2 separate regions of the Triticum aestivum genome follow, and region 1 is linked to region 2. A link is a contact called in public Hi-C data. All regions are on one chromosome and are shown on one strand. Each heading gives the region's core, a stretch centred on a gene start, on an enhancer-like site or on the middle of the called end of the contact. The rest is flanking DNA. Distances are from core to core; before and after follow the strand shown.

Region 1 (2,700 bases), core at 41-2,540, 250 kb after region 2:
CGCTCCTAATTAACAATGCTACCCAGCTCGTTGATAATTAAGTATATATTGCGTATTACGTGATGACGGACGCAAAATTATCCAGACAGCTCGCTAGAGAGAGAGAGAGAGAGAGAGAGAGAGAGAGAGAGAGAGATCTACACTATGCTAATCAATTCAAGGGACTTTATCCGTTTCAAAAACAAAATTCAAGGGACATTTCTACTTGCACAGATTAGGTAATTTCCCGTTTGATACGCCATGAGTGCACTGAAACGCGGGGCCTACAATAGGTTGCTATGTGACTGATGTAGTTCATAAATTCACAGACATGGGAAATTAAAGGCCCGTACAGAGCAGCATGTACCGGCACCCAATTGCATTACTACTACCTACGCCGTCCTTTTTCCGCTCGATCTAAATTTTGATGCGCCTTAACTAATTTAAAATAAATATGCTGTTAATCTTCTTCTTCTTCTTCTTCTTCTTCTTCTTCTTCTTCTTCACTAATTTACAAGAGAGTTATACTGAGCTTCCAACGCAAGCAACTTCGCTGATCGGGGTAGATACCCATGGCCCCAGCAGGTCTAGTAGAGAAATATATAGGCCGCCCGTGCATGTCTCACCCCATAGTGATTTTAATTAATACAGTATGTGCATTCATGGCAGAGTCGATCGAATTGGTAGTTGTTCTTCCACCAAAATACGTTGTCGGTGCGGTCACTCCAGCTTGATCTTCCGATGATCCACAAAGCTCGGCAGTAAAAACCGACAGTGTGCATATTCTCACGAATTGGCCGTGTAGCGTCCTACGAAAAGGGCTTTAGCTTCTCCCGGAAGAACAAAGAATGGGCCTATTCGGCTTTTCTCGTGTCAATCAAAGCTAATTGCGCAAGCCCCCCACACAGAATAGTTGGACAAAAGCGGCCCAAATCGAAGCAAATCGGATGGTTTGTGGCTTCCCTTTTACATCTGGCCATGGACAAAAGGGCCGGCGTCAGCTCTCTGTTTGTCCCGTCACTTGGGACGACTCGTCGAATCCGGCCAAATGCACCGTGTCAGTACTGCAGTAGAACAAGGCTGAAACATCACGTAGCAGTATATGAACATCGAATTAAGTAGGATTTGTGATCTCCACACGACCGATTAGAGTAGGAACGGTTGACCTGTCTCCTGCAATTTCGCATAATACGGACAACTGAAACGATCCAGATGTGCAATTGCAGTGCAGAAAGACGAGCATAGTCAAAAATGCAAAGCGAAAGATGGTGAGATGAACGACAAAAGTTGGGTGGAGAAACTGTGAGGGCCATTCACATTCCTGCTTCCTGTGATGGCGAAACCAGCAGTATTTTTTACCTTCCAGTTCTCCATCCCCGCTGCGCTGCCTACGGCGGCAGTATGGCGTAGCATAGCTCCCCGTCGCCACGCCCACGCACCCGCACCCCAAAACCCATAAAAGGCTCGAGACCGCGGCCAGCTACCGAGCCTTAAACACGCGTTCTCTCCTCCTGCCTCTCCGCCATGGACTCCCTCCCGCCGCCCGCGCCACCGTACGCCGGGGACCCCCTCGCCGTCACCATCCCCCCGCCGCCATTGCCGTCGCCGCCTCCGCCGCCTTCCTCCTCGCTCAACCTCTCCCCGTCGCTCCTCATCATCGCGGCCCTCCTCGCCTTCGTCTTCTGCGCCTCCATCTCCATCCACTTCCTCCTCCGCTGCCTCTCCTCGCGGCAAACATCCTCTCCGTCGCCGAGCGCTGTCTCCAGGGGACTCGGCGCCTCCTCCCGCTCCGACGCCGAGGCGGCCGCCCCTTCGGCGACACCCGCGGCGGGCCCGGCGGCAGCGGCAGCGGCAGGGGGCGAGGTGGTCGACGACGAGAAGGAGCGGCTGATCGCGTCACTTCCGCTCTTCACGATGGCGTCGGCGCTGGCGGCGCTGCCCAAGAGCTCCCCGGACTGCGCCGTCTGCCTGTCGCCGTTCGTGCCCGACGCCGAGCTGCGGCTGCTCCCGGCGTGCCGGCACGCGTTCCACGCCGCCTGCGTCGACGCGTGGCTCCGCAACACGCCGTCGTGCCCGCTCTGCCGCGCCGCCATCTCGCTGCCGCACCCGCCTCTCCCCACCGCCTACACCGCCGCCGCGCAGCAGGAGCCGTTGGACGCGAGGAGCAGCAGCAACGCGTCCAGGAGCTTCCGCGTCGAGATCGGCAGCGTGAGCAACCGACGCTCGTCCGCCGCGGGGGACGACCGCCGCACATACTCCCTCGGCTCCTTCGACTACCGCGTGGACGAGGAGGTGGAGGCCGTGGTGGCGCGCATCGCGCGCCCCGCGGCGGCGGCCAAGTCGGCGGTGGCCGGGCAGCGCGCCGCGCCGCAGGGCCCGGGCGAGGCGCTGGCGGAGGCGGCGGGGTCGCGCGGGTGGCTCCGGGAGTACGTGGACCGGCTGGCCTCCTCGGCGTCGTCCCTCTCCGGGCGGTGGAGCGCGCGGTGGAGCCAGAGCCACCACAGCCACCGGCAGGAGGACTCGTGGCGGTGGGACCCCGAGGCGGCGGCCATGGCGGCGCCGCGGGCGGCGGACGAGGACGAGGCGGGCCTCATGGGCCTGTACCGCTGGATCGTAGGCGTATAATAGGAGGATTATAATTAGCCCGTCTGTAATTTCGGACCCTGAAGTTTTTTTTGTCGACTTCCATATTATATGAGGACTCTGCTGTACGTAAAAATA
Region 2 (2,700 bases), core at 128-2,627:
TCTGCACGGGAGGAGCACCACCGTGGCCGCCCCGAGGTGGCAGCCGTGGCACGCGCGGTCAGGCCCGGCGCGGCGAGGGTCTACGTACGCGGACGAGCACGATTCGGCCGGCCCGGCGTCGCCGCCGCCGAGCTCCTCGCAGGATGCCCGCGCCGCGGAGGCGGCCTGCTGGAGCTGCGCGTGAAGGCCGACCGCGGTGGCCTGCTCCGAGAGCGCCTTCGCCTGCCACGCCGCCGCCTCGTTGCGTAGCCGCGCGAGCCGCTCCTCCAGCTCGGCGCCGCGCCGCGCCTCGCGCTCCGCCTCCAACGCCTTCTCCCGGAGCCGGCGCGAGGCCGACTTGTCCGCCGCCACCAGAAGTGCCCGGTTGTGGTGGCGCATCCGATCGGCGATGGCCCGACGGAGCTGCTCGCCCTGGTGGATAACGCACGGGCACGTGAGGCCAAGAAACGAGCGCACAGCCTGAACTGAATTGCCGTGGCATGGCCGGAGCCAAGATGGATTACCTGGTCCCGGACGAATTTGTCGAGCTCGTCGCCATGCTGCTTCATCTGTCCGGCGAATTCATCGGAGAAGGGAACGAGCGGCGACGACGAGGACGGGTAACACAAGGAATTAATCTGCCTCTGCTGCTGCTCGTCCAATGCCAGGCGCAGGCCCGTGGACACGCGCGTCACCGGGGCAGGCGACGGGGACGACGCGACCCTGCTGTTGTGGAGCTGCGCCATGTTAAAAAAGGGCGCCGACTGCTGCGCGAACAGGTTGATGTACTCCTCCTTGGCCGGCGGCGGCGGCGCCATGGCCTCCCTGGCGCGCTTCCTCCGATTGCCACTCGCTGCAAGAAACCGAACCAAGCCATGTCACAATCCGTGAACCGTACGGCCGGCGCGCGGCCAATCAATCGGCGGCATCAGGCAATCAGGCGCGGAGGCAGGCAAACGCACCTCCGCCACTGGCAAAATAGACCGCCGGCGAGAGCCCGGCGAGCTGCTGCTGATGCTGATGCTGCTGCTGCTTGGGCAGGTCCATGTCCGCCCTCTCCGGGTCACCTCTGTAAATGAGAGGAAGCCATGAGATCACCAGAAAACCAAACCAGACGAACAGCTGCAGTGGTGGAAGAGGAGGATTGAGCGAGAGAGGGCGGGACGTGAGGAGGCGCACCTATCGTGGAAGAGGAGATTGGAGGGGTACTGGGCCTGCACAGCCATTGTTATGTTAAGGAGGAGGAGGAGGTGGGGAGAGGAGAAGAAACGGACGACGGGTGGTGGGTTCGCGAAGCGGGAGGTGACGGGGAAGAAAACTTCCACTCGTGGTTTTAATAGGAGCCTGAGCCCGAGCGTGAGCGTGGGCGTGAGCCGAGTCCAATTCCGCGCACCCACTTCGCACGCTCCCCTTAAAACCTCTCACATGGAACGGAACGGAACGGGACGCGACGCGGATGGGGCCGGGCTCGATCGCGGAAACGAACGGAAAACGTGGGCAGCCTAAAATTACTCGCGGGGTTAAAACATAGATAGTACTAGATTGGCTGGATTGCGGGCGTTCGGGCGGTTAAAATTAGGGGAAGAATCCCAGGGGATGGAGGATTTCTTGACGTCAATGCAGGGGATTAAAATGGGGTGTTTTTTCTATAAACAGATTAAATGGGGTGGTGGTTTTGGTTACGGAGCCTTTGCTTCGCGATAATGATGGCGTAGGCGTTTCTTTGTTTGGCCTGGGAGCGGTTGGAGGCTCGTAGCTTCGCATAAATCTTTCGAAGTTTGGATTACTCGTCCATGCTTTGGGTTTGGTATTTGTTAGCAGGTGTTTATCAAAAGATTGCCCCTCTATGTCCATAAATGTAGTGTCTAATGCGTATTTCGCGATCTATGTTGACCATCGATAAGATCAATAATGTACTCCCTCCGTTCCGAATTACTTGTCGCACGTATGGATATATCTAGATGTATTTTAGTTCTAGATATATCCATTTCAGCGACGAGTAATTTGGGACGGAGGGAGTATGTGTTATGGAAATAATATCATCAGAAACTTCTTTCAAATACGAATTTGTTCGTATACCTCTTTAATGCGCATATCATATATTATGAAGTGATGCTTAAAGTAAATTTGCAAAAAAAAAAGTGATGGTTAAAGTAAATCTCAAAATAGTATTGTGCCTTACATTTCTAGATGGAGGGATCACAACCTTTGTCTACATATCAATGGTTTAGATCCTTCGCGAATCAACCTGTGGTTGAGATGGTTAGGTGGACAGTGGTATCCCCAACCCACCAGGGTTCAAATCCTGGTGCTCGCATTATTCCTGGATTTATTTCAGGATTTCCGGCGATGCGCTTTCAGTGGGAGGAGACGTTCCCGTCGACGACGAGGCGCCTATGGTGGCTTCGTAAATCTCAAGATGATATGCCGGCTCAGTCTTTCGGAGGTGCTCATAGGATTAGGGTGTACGTGTGTGCGTTCATATGGGTGAGTGTATGCGCGTATATATGAGCGCTTGTGTCTGTACTGATGCTAAAAAAAATGGTTTAGATCCTTCAAGCTGCAATATACAAACTCTTTTTTTTTTGCAGGAATGCAATATACAAAATCCAAAAGGCAATCCTTATTTAGTCAATAATCGAATGTGAATATTACCTCGTATGTCTTTGAGAAGAGGCTCCGACAAAAAAACTAATTCTGTATAATACACAAGTATAATTT

What was found. Hi-C and Micro-C count contacts between places; a contact is called where the count stands out from the background.
Region 1: a Hi-C map of leaf shows a contact between it and region 2, with 4 times the contacts expected there. The contact joins the promoter of LOC123141660 here to the promoter of LOC123145129 in region 2. A contact is called at or near these places in 3 of 5 Hi-C or Micro-C datasets (all in leaf).

The regions. Positions count from the first base shown.
Region 1 is chr6D:366,769,659-366,772,358 of IWGSC CS RefSeq v2.1, forward strand. It overlaps LOC123141660 (E3 ubiquitin-protein ligase ATL4), which reads left to right and starts at 1,291. Exons shown (of 1, transcript XM_044560748.1): 1 at 1,291-2,700. The coding sequence starts at 1,504. The coding sequence ends at 2,604.
Region 2 is chr6D:366,517,097-366,519,796 of IWGSC CS RefSeq v2.1, forward strand. LOC123145129 (BOI-related E3 ubiquitin-protein ligase 1) reads right to left here and starts at 1,378. Exons shown (of 4, transcript XM_044564452.1): 1 at 1,159-1,378; 2 at 942-1,048; 3 at 504-832; 4 at 1-411. The coding sequence starts at 1,205.